Linked DNA regions of Sus scrofa: region 1 is linked to region 2. A link is a contact called in public Hi-C data. All regions are on one chromosome and are shown on one strand. The core of a region is the stretch at or near the end of the contact, and the rest is flanking DNA. Distances in the headings are between cores, read along the strand shown.

What was found. A called contact is a pair of places that touch in the nucleus more often than the background predicts.
Region 1: a Hi-C map of liver shows a contact between it and region 2, with 2.2 times the contacts expected there. The contact joins the enhancer-like site here to the promoter of POLR2B in region 2. A contact is called at or near these places in 1 of 5 promoter capture datasets (fetal skeletal muscle), 3 of 47 Hi-C or Micro-C datasets (heart right ventricle, liver and skeletal muscle) and 1 of 2 datasets of contacts at active chromatin or transcription factors (skeletal muscle).

Annotation. Positions count from the first base shown.
Region 1 is chr8:56,300,541-56,307,232 of Sscrofa11.1, reverse strand. All of the region lies in intron 1 of IGFBP7 (insulin like growth factor binding protein 7), which reads left to right. Among named protein-coding and RNA genes, the nearest start is that of IGFBP7, 54 kb to the left of the region's middle. Within about 2 kb of position 1,707, at least 40 of the 83 cell types and tissues checked have an H3K27ac peak or open chromatin away from gene starts, as enhancers often do. A contact at or near this core is called in liver and skeletal muscle, where this site is marked.
Region 2 is chr8:56,228,668-56,235,674 of Sscrofa11.1, reverse strand. POLR2B (DNA-directed RNA polymerase II subunit RPB2) reads right to left here and starts at 2,945. Exons shown (of 25, transcript XM_003129037.5): 1 at 2,790-2,945. The coding sequence starts at 2,808. It overlaps LOC100621115 (nitric oxide-associated protein 1-like), which reads left to right and starts at 3,493. Exons shown (of 7, transcript XR_002346682.1): 1 at 3,493-5,128; 2 at 6,025-6,189; 3 at 6,778-6,980. It also overlaps the pseudogene LOC100620901.

The sequences.
Region 1 (6,692 bases), core at 458-2,957, 73 kb before region 2:
ACCCAACTAGTATCCATGAGGACATGGGTTTGATCCCTGGCCTTGCTCGGTGGGATAAGGATCCGGCGTTGCCATGAGCTGTGGTGTAGGTTGCAGATGCAGCTCGGATCCCGTGTTGCTGTGGCTGTGGTGTAGGCCAGCAGCTACAGCTCTGATTTGACCCCTAGCCTGGGAACCTCCAAATGCCACAGGTGCAGCCCTAAAAAGACCAAAAAAAAAAAAAGAATAAATTCATGTAGGCAGAAGGAGAAGCTGGTGCTCTAATTACAGGGGATGATTATTAATAAGTAGATGACATTTTTCTTTGGATCCCCCCCTTATTATAGGAATTAAAGCTCTCACCAGCTCAGTTTTTCCATGATCACTATGTTCCAGAAAGATCCGTCCTTTAGTCCCCTTCTGAACATGCCCTGGGACATCGGGAAAGCACTGTCTGTCAGGTGCTGACTCTGTGGAGTACCTGTTACTCTGCATTATTGTTGTGTAGGTTCAAATGCTTTTGCTTATTTAAAAAAAAAAAAAAACTACTCAGAACTGTGTATAAATGAGCTGATCTCCGCTCCTGAGATCAAGACCTCGCCAAGCGTCTCCCAGGACCTTGCTTGCTTTATCTCTTGAGTTTCTTTTCCTTAGGTGTCGATGCAGCTGATTTACAGGCTCAGAGGCCGTGGTCCTTTTCCACGTTTCCTCCTCTTTACAGGCAGAGCAGGTGTCCGCCCCCTTGTGTACAGGCCTCACCTTTGAAGCCCCCAGCTTCCTGAAGGGGTCACACTGTCGCTGGCAATTCCCTGAGAATATACCAAGAGCGCGGCTCAGGATGTGTAAACCACAGCTCCCAAGTCAATTTCAGGAAAATCGAGGACATTTTCTTCTCCAAGTTTATAAAGAATGAGTTTCCTTCTTTTATGCATGGCTACTCTGAAGAGACGCCAAGTCTAAAACCCCAGCTGCTGCTCTGTGAGGAAATTAGTTTCCTTAAAGAGAAGTAAAATGTCCAAGGTTAAAGAGAAGGATAAAATGTCCAAGGCTGGAGCTGAGGGCCACCCAGGTGTGTGTGTGTGTGTGTGTGTTAGTGGGGGGACTTTCCTAGCAGACTTTGTATGTGGCTGCTGCCCCCAGCCCTCATAGAGATGCAGCAGTGTCACCTTTAAACCCAGTCTCCTATGGAAACCATGAAAACCCCTCGTTTGGGTTTTTTCCTGTGTTGTAAAAGAAATTAACTCAAGGAGGAGCTCTCTTGTGGTGCAGTGAGTGGGTTAAGGCTCCGACCTTGTCACTGAGGTGACTCAGGTTTCATCCCTGACCCAAGAACTTCCAGGTGCTTCAGGTGTGGCCAAAAAAAAAAAAACAACTCAAAGAAAACAAACTCAAAAAGAAGGAAAGAACCGCTAATTATAGAAAAATAATCAGGGCCTAAAAATAATCAGTGTGTCACAGTAAAGCTCTGTGATCAGATCAGTACAAGTAAGAGCGCAAGATTGTCTCCTGCCCCAGGGCCCACATGACCTGCTCTCCACTCGGTGGAAGAGCTTTGCTTCACCTGATCCTGTTTCTCAGAGCTCACACCCATCAGGGTGATGAGAGCGAGCTCGACTTGCCTCACCCCTGAAAAGAGCAAAACCCTTCTGCCTGGTCCCGGGTTCCCCGGAAGTCCCCTCCTCCGCAGATCGGAGGGACACGCCCATTTCCCCGATTTTCTGAGCAGAGTTACTTGGCGAGTCTGAGCCTCTCCAAGGGTCCAGCCCTTCCAAGCTCAGCCGGCCCTTTGCACCCACATCCCGCTCCTTGTGTTCACAGAGCAGCCAAGGCAATAAGCAGACCAGACACGGACAAGGATTAGCCACAGGGTGGGAGCAGGGGCTGTGCCAGCCTGAGCCTAAGCAGGCTGGAAATGCAAGCTGCGGACCAACAGCGCTCTCGTCTGCTGGGAGGAAGGCTCACACAGCAGAGCTAAACCAAGGGGAACAGCCTAGCGCTTTCGGTCCCTGAGATCCCAGAGGACAGGAAATAGCCAGAGGGCACACAAAGGAGGGAGAACCCTGAGCGAGAACAGGGGGCCGTTCTGCGCCGCTGATTAATGTCTGGACTATCTGCCAGGGACGCGACCATAACCTCCGAGTGAGTGACGGCGCCCGCCCGAGGCAGAGGCGTACCCGGGAGGATGCCAGCTCGAGCTGGGCCCGCCCCGCCCTGGGTCCCCTCGTAGCTCATCCGGCGGCGGGCCTCAAAGCCCAGTCACACGTGTCTCAGCAGAGAGGCCCTGAGGCGAGGGGTGCAGATCGAGGGGACTTTACTGGACACAGGCTGGACCGTGGCACCCCATTTCTGGTTGGATTCTGAAGGCAGGCGGGGCGTGGACCAGATGCTGTGCTTTTGAGCAACAGAAAAGCGCCCAGAAGGAAAACTGTTGAGTCTGGGAGCTGGCACCGCAGGGCTGCTGACCTGCTGACGGATGAGGGAGAGTCAGACCCTCCCCGCGCTCCCCAGGGGCCAATGCCTGATGGTGGCCATCAGGAAGTGTTGTTGGTGGGTTTCTCCACCCCTTGCTGCTCACCCCAGCTGGGTACCTCCTGCTCAGTGCTAGCACCTCCCAGGGTCCCCCTGCCCCAGACCCGGCAACACCCGGGAGCCTCATTTCTCCTTCTCTCTTATTTTCCACCTCTGTGTCTTTCTCACCATCGGAACATCTCAGGCTCTGAAGCCATGATTCCAGTGACTGGTTCTCCCTGGGGAGTTGAGAATAATTTCCAGCTTCAACTTCCACCTCCCCAACCTTACTAGACCCACAGGCAACTCTGGAGGTGCAGCCCCGCCTGGGTGCTGGGCCCCCACTCCGCATGGCGCACAGCAGCCTTCCAGACACTGTCCCTCCTAGAGCCTCTTGTTTCTGTGGACGTCCCTCTGCCAAAGGCTTCCCAACCCCATCACCTTCCAGAGACTGAACACTTTCTGTTTGACAACACCTCATCTGAAAGGCTGACCCTGCACTGGCAGTTCCACAGGTGGCTTGGGAGCAGTCCACCTGGCCTGGTCTCCTGGGGCCCTACAGCTCATCTCCTCCATGGATAGTGGAGTGCAGGGCCTGGCTGGTTCTCTGACACTAAAGCCCCTGGGGAGCACGCTGCCTGGAGCCCGTGCTGCCCAGTGCATGCGGGGTAGCAGAGGTTGGCCCCATGGCAGGTCTTTCCTGGCCTCCCGGGGACTCAGGCTGCAGACTTCAGCTTTCAGAAATGTTCCAGGCACAGGCTGAGCAAGCCCAGCCCCCTGGAGCCGAAGGCCACTTGGCTGTCCCTCACACCCAGGGTTCAGTAACAATGCCGTTCTGTGGAACTGGCCAGACTGCAAGTCCTGTTAAGGGACTAAGCTCAGCAGATGGGTGAGCTTCTCCTCGTAGCTCGCAGCTGAGACCAGGGGACACTTCCAACACCTGAGAATTTCAAGCCCTGGGTGCATGTGGGGGAGCAGGAGCTCAAGGATGGAGTGTCTCAGGAGCTCACTCGGGGATTTCCAGGAAGCCCAAAATCAGTGCAATAAGTGCCCCTGGTGGAAACACTCCCCCCACCCCCGCACACCCCCCCCCCCCAGTTGTGTGCTTGCAGAATAGGAAAAAGTGACCCAACATTTTAACACTTTGGGTTTAAGGTGAGTCCTAGTCCAGATAGCACAGGCCCATGGAACGTGGGGGAAATGTTTGTAAGGCTCTGCTGGCGTGAGAACAAGATATGTAACTGGGGAGTCTCCCTTCTTAAAGGTGCCCTGAATAAAGTCAGTTTTTCCGTACACTCAAACCAAACCAAAGTGTAGCCTGCTAATTGAACTTGGTGGCCATGGATCAGGCTGGGGTTATGATGGCAGTTGCATGTTCCAGCTCATGATATGCTCACCTCCCTGGGCAACGCTGCCCACGCAGCCCAGGTTAGCTCAGCCACCATGGCTCCTGGGGTGAGCCCTTCCCTGTACATCTGGGCTTGGTCTGAAATACTTCGTGGATTTACTTTAGCTGATGCTGGGTTCCTCTGAGAATGCCCCAGCCCCCATGGACCAGAATCACCTGTGGGGGGACCCTTGGCCTGAAGTCAGACCCCATTGTTCACATCCTCCCATCTCGTGCTGGACCTTTACGGGTTAGGGGAAGAATCAGACATCATCAAGTACGAGGTCGGGTTGCAAGGAGCAAATAGTAAGGGTTTCGATGTCTCTTTTTGTCCATGCCCGCAACATGTGGAAGTTCTGGGGACAGGAATCGAACCTCTGCCACAGCAGAGACAACGCTGACTGACTCCTTAATCTGCTGCACCACAGGAGAGCTCCTATGGGGGTTCCCACTATGGTGCAGCAGGATCCGAGGTGTCTCTGCAGCATCAGATAACGCAGGACAGGTCACAGCTGCAGCTCGGGTCTGACCCCTGGCCCAGGAACTCCACGTGCCTCAGGGCAGCCAAAAAAGAATTAAAAAGAACTCCCACGACTTGCTGTCTGTGTTCCATGGTCAGGTCAAACTGGTGATAACTTTGAGCCATTGTAGGATTCACAGTCACGGACATCTGAATGTGTGGTGTAACACAGACACTATAGGAAACATTGGCTAGTGCTGTCTGGAAAGACTTTGAGCATCAGAATGCAGCCAGAATGGGGTCTCATTAACCAGAGGTAACAGGAGTCAGCAGGAGTTGAGGGCTCGTGTGCGCTGTCACCAGGGCTGTGTGGTGCTGGCTGGCCGGCCAGCCTCCAGGGGACTCACTGTCCCTGCTTGTAAGTGGCTGGTGGCTGAGCGATGTCTTAGCTGTCTGCTCCTCTGTTCTCCTCTGCTGGGGGGACAGGCTGGTGGCTGCAGCCAGCTGAGCTGATGGAATTCCTGGAGAGCCAGCCAGCGCTGTGTCCCTTCCACACCAAGGACCCCCCAGCCTGCCCAGGGATATAGTGTAAACCAGGCAGCAGGCGTCTGCGGGCGTCTCCCTTCTACCCGGGTCCAGCACCCCTCATCGCCCAGGGCAACTCCCCGTTCTCCTGCCAGTGCCTTCTCTGCTGGCAGCCCTGCATAGCCGGAGGCCTGGACTCCCTCCCTCCCTGCAGCTTCCTGTGCCAGTGTGGCTCTCCCTGCAAAACTGTGGGGCCTGCCCATCCCTCTCTGTCCATCGCATCACCTACCACCTTGTCTTAGGCTCCCAGGCCCCACCTGTGCCTATCCTGCTGCACAGCCTCCAGAGTCCTCTCCCGAGACGCCCCAAGTCACGCACCTCCAGTACCAGGGGCCCCCTTCCACCCTCCACCGCACGGTCCCTCCACGGCCTCCTGTGGGACTGTGGGCTCAGTTCCCATAAGGTCAGCTGCTGTACCCCCACCTCCCAGTGTCCCTGAGTGACTTGGTCTTGGCAGATGGCTCTGCCCTTAATTAGCCCACAGTTCCTGCTTCCCCTTCTTTAATATCAGGAAGCTTCCATGTGTTTCATCTGCTTCCCTCTTGGGGCCGTAGTGCCTTCCTACTATTCTTTGCCCGTCTTGTACTTTTGTTCAGGGCTTTTCCCCTCGGTGTGTTATTGGAATCCATTGTGGAGGTTTGGCCAAGTTGTCTGAACTCTTGATCTCCTTATGTGGTGTGTCACTGCATTCTCAGGTCCTCCTTTTTTGGTATGAATGCACATACTCTCTCTGAACTATTTTAGGAGCCAGCATCTTGAGGGAAGAGGAGTGTAGTTGGCAAATCCTTTATAACTGGGAGGAGTCTTATACTCAACTATGGTGTCCACATGCATTGAGTGAGAGCTACAGTCTGAGTGTGGAACCCAGCACATTCCAGAAACCCTGGGCTTAGGCTGATCTGTGGGGTGAGAGCTGCAGAACCAGGCAGGAAAGCCTCCCAGCCTGGTGGATGTCAGCGGCACCACGTAATTGCACTCTAGGGCACATTCGTGATGGGCACGTGTACTTCCAACCCAAAGAGAAAATTCCCAGACCCGCCTGGTTCCTTATTCTGTAAATGTGGGTGGACAAGGACCCAGAGCCAAGCGGTCTCTCCCCCAGAGTGCTCTGGGGTTTTTGTTTTTATTTTTTTAGTGATAACATGGTGAGGACATCCCAGGTCATATCTGAGGAGTGTTCTGTAAGAGAGGAGGAAATTGTTCACATATTTCTTTTACATTATCCCATGCTTTTTTATAGGATAACAGATTTTAACTCTGTCTTCTCTGCTACAGCGTCAAGTCAGATGAGCTTGAATGAATTAAGATTCAGAATTCTTCCCTTTTCAGGCCTTTTCCTCATATGACATTTGTGTGTTTTGTAAGACCTTCCCTTCCTCAGAATCAGACTGAAACAGCCCAAATTGAAACCCACTCATCCATGACTCTTGCTTTGCTGTATCTTCAGTGACTCCTCAGAACATAGCTATCTCTAGTTTATAATGGAATATTGCTGAAGTCATCTGTTCTCTGTGGGTCATTTGTCTAGAACTTAATTAAAAGTGGCTGAAGGGGAGGAGTGGGCTTAGGTGGCGACTCTGTTGGAGACTCCTGACTCCTCTGGGCACTTGGAAGGTGACACTGAGTCATTGAGCTAAACTTTAGTTTTCTTCCAAACTCGGAACCCCCGTCCCCCTTGCCTTGCCGCCAGTCATCTAGGGTCTGGCGCGCTTTCTTCCTTTCTTTTTCTCTTTCTTCTCCTTGTCCTCTGCCTCCTCCTTCTTCTTTTTCTTC
Region 2 (7,007 bases), core at 1,696-4,195:
TACTTTTGAAAATAAAATAGACCATCCTTTGTGCTGTAGACAGTTCTTTATTTGTTCATAAGGAACGGGGGTAAAGAAAGAATAAAGGAAATTTCTATCCATATTAAAAAAAATTAAAAATAAATAAACAAGTTACTATGAGTCCAGAACCATTAACCAGTGGTTGAGAGAATGTAGAGTTTACAAGAAGGCAGGCTGAAGGCAGGCTGTTAAGAAACACCCCTTTAGGGAGTTCCCGTTGTGGCTCAGTGGTTAACAATCCAACTAGGAACCATGAGGTTTTGGGTTCGATCCCTGGCCTTGCTCAATGGGTTGAGGATCCGGCATTGCCATGGTGTAGGTTTCAGACATGGATCAGATCCCGTGTTACTGTGGCTGTGGTGTAGGTCGGCAGCTACAGCTCCAATTCAAGCCCTAGCCTGGGAATCTCCATATGCCTTGGGAGCAGCCCAAGAATGGCAAAAAGAAAAAAAAAAAAAAAAAAAAAAAAAAAAAAAACAGCAAAAAAACCCCAAAACCCTTTAGAGTCATGTGAAGGAAAGGGAATCTGTGAGGGAGACATTTGGTCATTCGTCCACTCATCAGACACTCATTGACTATGACTGTTTCCTATGTCCCAGGCATTGGAGGCATCACCTTCAACAAGACAAAGCATGGCTGTGTCCCCAAAAACTGTCACTTACTAGGGAGGTAAAGACAACATAAAGTCAATTAAGAGGAAGAACAAAGTAATATGGGCAGTCCCAAACAGGACCTAAGGAGGTTAGGAGAGACCTCACGTGTGACTAAACAGGAGTAAACCAGGCAGAAGGAGAGAGTGGGTGTGGGACGGGAGGAGAAAGAAGTACTCCAAACAGAAAAGACGTGCACACAAAACTCCACAGTGAAAGACATTCAAGGAATAAAAGGCCAATGTAGCCAAAGCACAAAATCTGGCATTAGAGAGTAATAAAAGTGTTTAAGATGCTGGCTATGTACTGATATGAAAATCCTCTAGCATATATATCAAAATTTTATAAGTGCAGGGACTTTTTGTTGTGGCTCATCAGGTTAAGGACCTGACACTGTGTTGTCACTGCTGTGGCAGAGGTCTGATCCCTGGCATAGGAACTTCTGCATGTCACACGTGCAGTCAAAAAAAAGCGCAGAAAATTGTGAATGTTACTTTTTAATTGTAAAAAGGGAAGAAGAGAATCCCTTCTCTATTTGCCTGCAAATGCATAAAGCATCTAGAGACAAAAATCTAAACAAACCAGTTAGCTACTGTGAGGAAAGCTTACAAGGGACAGACACTGGACAAGAATAAGACCTTAATTAACATTTTTGAGAAATGAGAACATATTACCTACTCAAAAAATTAAGCTAATGGAGTCCCCTGGTGGCCCAGGGTATTAAGAATCCTATGTTGTCACTGAAGTGGCTCTAGTTACTGCTGTGGCACAGGTTAGATCCCTGGCCCAGGAACTTGCACATGCCTTGGGCTGGCCAGGAAAAAAAAAAAAATTTAGCTAAAAACACTTTTCTGAGGAGTTCCCATCATGGCTCAATGGGTTAAGAACCCAACAGAGCAGCTGTGAGTTCAATGCCTGGCCATCGAGGATCCAGCACTGCCAGAAGCTGTGGCATAGGTTGCAAATGCAGCTAGGATCTGGCATTGTTGTGCTGTAGGCCAGCAGCTGCAACTCAATTCAACCCCAGCCCAGGGAACTTCCATATGCCACAGCTTCGGTCCTAAAAAGAAAAAGGTATATATTTTTCGGAATTTTTTTTCTGAGATAGCAGTTAAGAAAAAAGAATACAATGATGCTAATAAATTTCTAAATGCAGAATAAAAATGAAACAGAAGCTTAAACGGTAGAGTTTAATTTTTTGCTTCAACTTTCTCTGAGGGAATAAGGAGAAATATGAGGAGTGTCAACGAGATTGGGAGCTAGAAGAAAATGAAGTTTGAAACAATAGCTGTGGAGAATGGAAGAGGAAGCATTAGAGGAGTTCCCACCGTAGCCTAACGAATTGGAGGCGTCTTGGGAGCACTGGAACACAGGTTGGATCCCCAGTCCAGCACAGTGAATTAAAGATCCAATGTTTCCACAGGCGTGGCTTAGTTCGTTAGCTGCAGCTTGGATCTGAGCCCTGGCCTGGGTACTCCAAATGCCGTGGGGCCGCCAAAAAAGAGAGAAAAAAATACATATATGTACATACACACATACATATAACGAAAAAGCGGTACACACTAAAGATGCTATATGTAAAAAGAAAATGAGTATATATTAGCCCTGTTGAGTAAAAAAGTCATCTCTCAAGATAATTTACTTAAGCGGAAAGCAGAGTGAAGGACGCCAAACAAGCCCAATCCCCCCTCCCACCCTGTATTCTCTGCACCGGCTGTATTTGCAGAGCCTAGCACATCGCCCAGCACAAGCTGACGTTCAAACATTCGACTATTCAATAAATCCACTATCTCTGACGTTAAGGGAAGTCGAGGAGCCCTTTGCTTCAGATGAACCCCAAACACCGGTACTGGTCGCAGAAGCCGCCTGCTATTTCAATACGGACGGATGGGGGTGTCACTTTTCCAGAAGCAGCCAGTGGAGACAACAAACGTTATAAATGCTGCGCTCCCCGCCGGTCCACCCTCCTAGTTCGTCCCCGGCCCGGGGATGGAGGGGAAAACGCCTGGGGACCCCGCGCGGCGGGCGGGGAAGAAGGCCTCAAACCCTCGACTCGCCCGGCTCCCACGTTTCCCCCCTCCGACGGTTCGCCGCGCAGTGTTCTAAAGGGTCACCTACCCTCGTCCGCGTCATACATGTTGGCACACGACCCCGGAGCTCCCAATCCTCGAAGTGAAACGCAGGACACCGCCAGCAGCCACCGCCAGCAGGCTCCCCCCGGCCGCAGCGCCAGGCAAAGTGATTTCCGTTTCCGGCGCTCCCAGAATATCCTGCGGCTCCCGCGAAACCCCGCCCACAAAGAAGCCGCCGTAAGGTTTGCGCCTGCGCGAAAGTAGGCTAAGGCCTGCGAAAGGTTAGTGCTACACATGCGCAGTTTGGGGGTTGACTCTTCTGTGGCTGCCCCGCGGGGCCGCGTCACAGCTACCGAATGAAGTCTTGTTTTGCAATGTTGTTGCACAAATAGTAGCCCCTGGAGACAATAAGATTTGTTAATAAAAGGATGTAGTTGTGCTTTATTTTTTCAGTTGCAAAAACTTTAAAAAAAGTTTTGAAAAATGACTACTCTGTACATCAACTATACCTCAGCTTTGTTAAAGTTTAAAAAGTGCGATTTCTGGAGTTCCCGTCGTGGCTCAGTGGTTAACGAATCTGACTAGGAACCATGAGGTTGCAGGTTCGATCCCTGGCCTCGCTCATTGGGTTAAGGATCCAGCATTGTCGTGAGCTGTGGTGTAGGTCCCAGACGCGGCTCGGATCTGGCGTTGCTGTGGCCCTGGCGTAGGCCGGCAGCTACAGCTCCGATTCAACCCCTAGCCTGGGAACCTAATGGTAAAAAGACCAAAAAAAAAAAAAAAAAAAAGTGCGATTTCTGAGCTGCAGGCAGCAGCCGAAGCCCGACCAAAGCCTCACTCGCTGGCTGACCTAGCCAACCCCGCCGAGCCCGGACCTCCCGTGCCTTTAGCTCCGCCTTAGGTGGGTTCTCGGGCCTCAGCGGCTTCATCGCGAGATCTCACGAGATGCGATCGGGAGGAGGAGCCGAAGGGCGACGCTGACCAATGACAGCTCTCTGGTCGTCCCAGGCTTTTTCCGGTTTACCAAGCAGCTGGGGCCGCAGTGCGCGTGCAAACCCGTGGCCTGCGCTTGGCCCGCGCCCACGTGCCCATGCCGCCCGCGCGCCTCGCTCCTAGGCTGCTGTGCGGCCTCCTGCGAGGTGGCTCTCCCACGGCCAGGCGCCTTGGTCTCCGGGACGCGCTCCTGGCAAACCGGTGGCCCGCCCCTGGCCCGCGCCCGCGTTTCCATGCTGCCCACGCGCCTCGCTCCTAGGCTGCTGTGCGGCTTCCTGCAGGGAGCCTCTCCCACGGCCGCGCGCCTTGGTCTCCAGGACGCGCTCCTGGAGAGGAGATGTGCGGCCAGCCTTTCATCCCAGCGCCCGTGGGCCCTGGGCCGGGGGCGTTCTCGGTACCGGACTGCGACTGGGGGCAGCGAAGGAAGGGCCGACCTAGAGGAGAGTTTTCTGTTCCCCGAGTACATCCCGGAGCCGGAGCCCGCACCGACCCTCCAAGACCAGCTACGAGAGGTGCAGCAGCGGCAAGAAGAGAACGAACGACAGATGCAGCAGCGGCGGGAGGAGCGGCGCCAGCAGAAGCTCCGGGCCGCTCGGCGGGTGCAGCGGGCGCAGCCGGTCGTGGGGCACCCGGACCCGACGGTGGCACCCAGCGGCCTGAACTGTTCGGGATGCGGGGCGGAGCTGCACTGCCAGGACCCCGGCGTGCCCGGCTACCTGCCCAGCGAGAAGTTCCTCCGCGCGGCGGCGCAGGCGGACGGCGGGCTGGCGAGGACGGTGTGCCAGCGCTGCTGGTTGCTGGTGCACCACCGGCGCGCCCTACGCCTGCAGGTGAGTCCCGAGAAGTACCTGGAGCTCGTGAGCGCCGCGCTGCGGCGGCCCGAGCCCGCCCTGGTGTTATACATGGTGGACCTGCTGGATCTGCCCGACGCCCTGCTGCGCCACCTGCCCGCGCTCGTGGGCCCCAAGCAGCTGATCGTGCTGGGGAACAAGGTGGACCTGCTGCCCCAGGACGCCCCCGGATACCGGCAGCGCATCCGGGAGCGACTGTGGGACGACTGTGCCCGCGTCGGGCTCCTGCCGCCCCCTGGCTCCCGGAGGTCCCAACACCCCGGCCGGAAGCAGCCGCGGGACCAGGCGGAGAAGGCGAACCACTCGGCCAAGTCCCGCGCGGTGCTTAGGGACGTGCGGCTCATCAGCGCCAAGACTGGCTACGGAGTCGAAGAGTTGATCTCCGCGCTCCAGCGCTCCTGGCGCTACCGCGGCGACGTCTACCTGGTTGGCGCCACCAACGCTGGCAAGTCCACCCTCTTCAACACGCTCCTGGAGTCCGATTACTGCATCGCCAAGGGCGCTGAGGCTATCGACAGGGCCACCATCTCCGCTTGGCCTGGTGAGACTTAGGGCGCCGCCCACCCCCTTGGTTTTCCGAAAAGCGAGAGGTCTGATGGTGGTTAAGCACTTAGCACTCCTTCCTTCATGTCCACCAGAGGCTGGAGCCTCCCCTTTAAACCTCCCCTACCTACTTGGGTCCTATTTCTCTTCCCTGTCAGCTTAGCGCTTGGAAATTCGGTATATGTTGCACTAACTTTCCAACAAACATAGGGGAGTACGTCTGTGGTCTGGTCTCTCTGTAGACCAACCCGAAGACAACGCCCCGTGTACTCCCGGAGGTTTCCCTCGTAGCTTTAGTTCTTTGTATGTTGCTCTGTTTAATCCTTTTACTTTCTAAACCTCCCTCCTCTGCTCCGGTCTTGCTTGAGTTTATTCAGGAGATCTGTACACTGTGCACATTTAATATCTGAATAATTCACTAATGCAACGTGATGTGTGGCTTTGTTGAGGAAAATGTCAACTGTGTGATTTGGGGGAGATGTCTGTAGTCCTTGCAAAATGGATCCTTGTGTGACCCTGTTTGTATCTAGCAGTTGGCAAAATGAACTACTTGTTACTTTGAAACTAGGATTTAACTTTGCTTGATAAGCTGTACTTCTCTATCCTGTACGCTGGTTGATTGATACACAGAAGTACTTTTACACTAGTTAGTAGAATGTAGAAGATGGAAAAAGATTAGGCCTGTAGATGTGGGATTCAAATCCTGGCTGATCCTGTTAGCCAATCTCTGAGCCTGCTTTCTCATATGTAAAGTAAAGATAATTTTGGAGAGGGTTGTCATGAAAATGAATAGAAGTAATCACAGTACACAAGGTGGGGTACACCCTCATAAATTGTTTCTTCTGTTTTCTTGTATGATGTTTATAACAACATATTTATTCTTTGCTGTTTCAGGTACTACATTAAACCTTCTAAAGTTTCCTATTTGCAACCCAACTCCTTACAGAATGTTTCAAAGGCAAAAAAGGCTTAAAAGAGATGCAGTTGAAGCAGAAGAAGATCTTAGTCAGCAAGAACAAAATCAACTTAATCTCTTAAAAAAGCATGGTTATGTAGTAGGTAAGCATATTCTATAGGGAAACTCTTGTTGGGTCCATATTAAATTTTTTTGTTGAACAGCCTGAACTACTGCTCTCTGTGACTGGCCACGTTTGTGGGGAGAGACCACTTGCTCATTTCAGAATGCAGAGGCCCTTTAGAGGCAAGGCTACTCTTTGGAAAATCAAGATAGTACGTGCTTGGAGAAATCCAGTAAAGACCTGGCCATTGTTAGTAGTAGAGGCATTTCCCCTCAAATCTGGCCCCACCTTGCAGACTGGTACAGGCTGTTGAGCTGTGGCGGCTTTAACTGCATTATCACCTTCTCCTTGGTATCTTTTTTCAGCTTTTCTCTCCTAACATCAGTTTGGTTTCCTGCACTCTTCCCCTCCACAACTCCCTCCCCCCCAGTGTGCACAGCCAGCCACACACACTTGATCATTACAAGACTCTGACTCCCACTGACTTTAGAAATAAAGCAGAACTATCGTTGTAACCCCACTTCCATATATGAAGTTCCTCTTATGACTTGTTCCAGGCAAACATAAGAATTGTCTCAAGTCCAAAGCTGTAAAGGAGTAACTCCTGACTTCAGTATACTTGTTCTAGGGAGAGTTGGAAGGACCTTCTCATGCTCAGAACAGAAGGAGGAAGCTGCCTTTGAGTTCGATGCCAATTCTCTTGCCTTTGACATGGGCGATGATCCTGTTATGGTTGCTGATAAACCCACCAGACGCATAGAACTGACCCCACAAGATGTGAAAGATGCCCGCTGGTTTTATGACACCCCCGGAATTACCAAAGACAACTGTGTATGTATTTAATGTCTTCTAGAAACA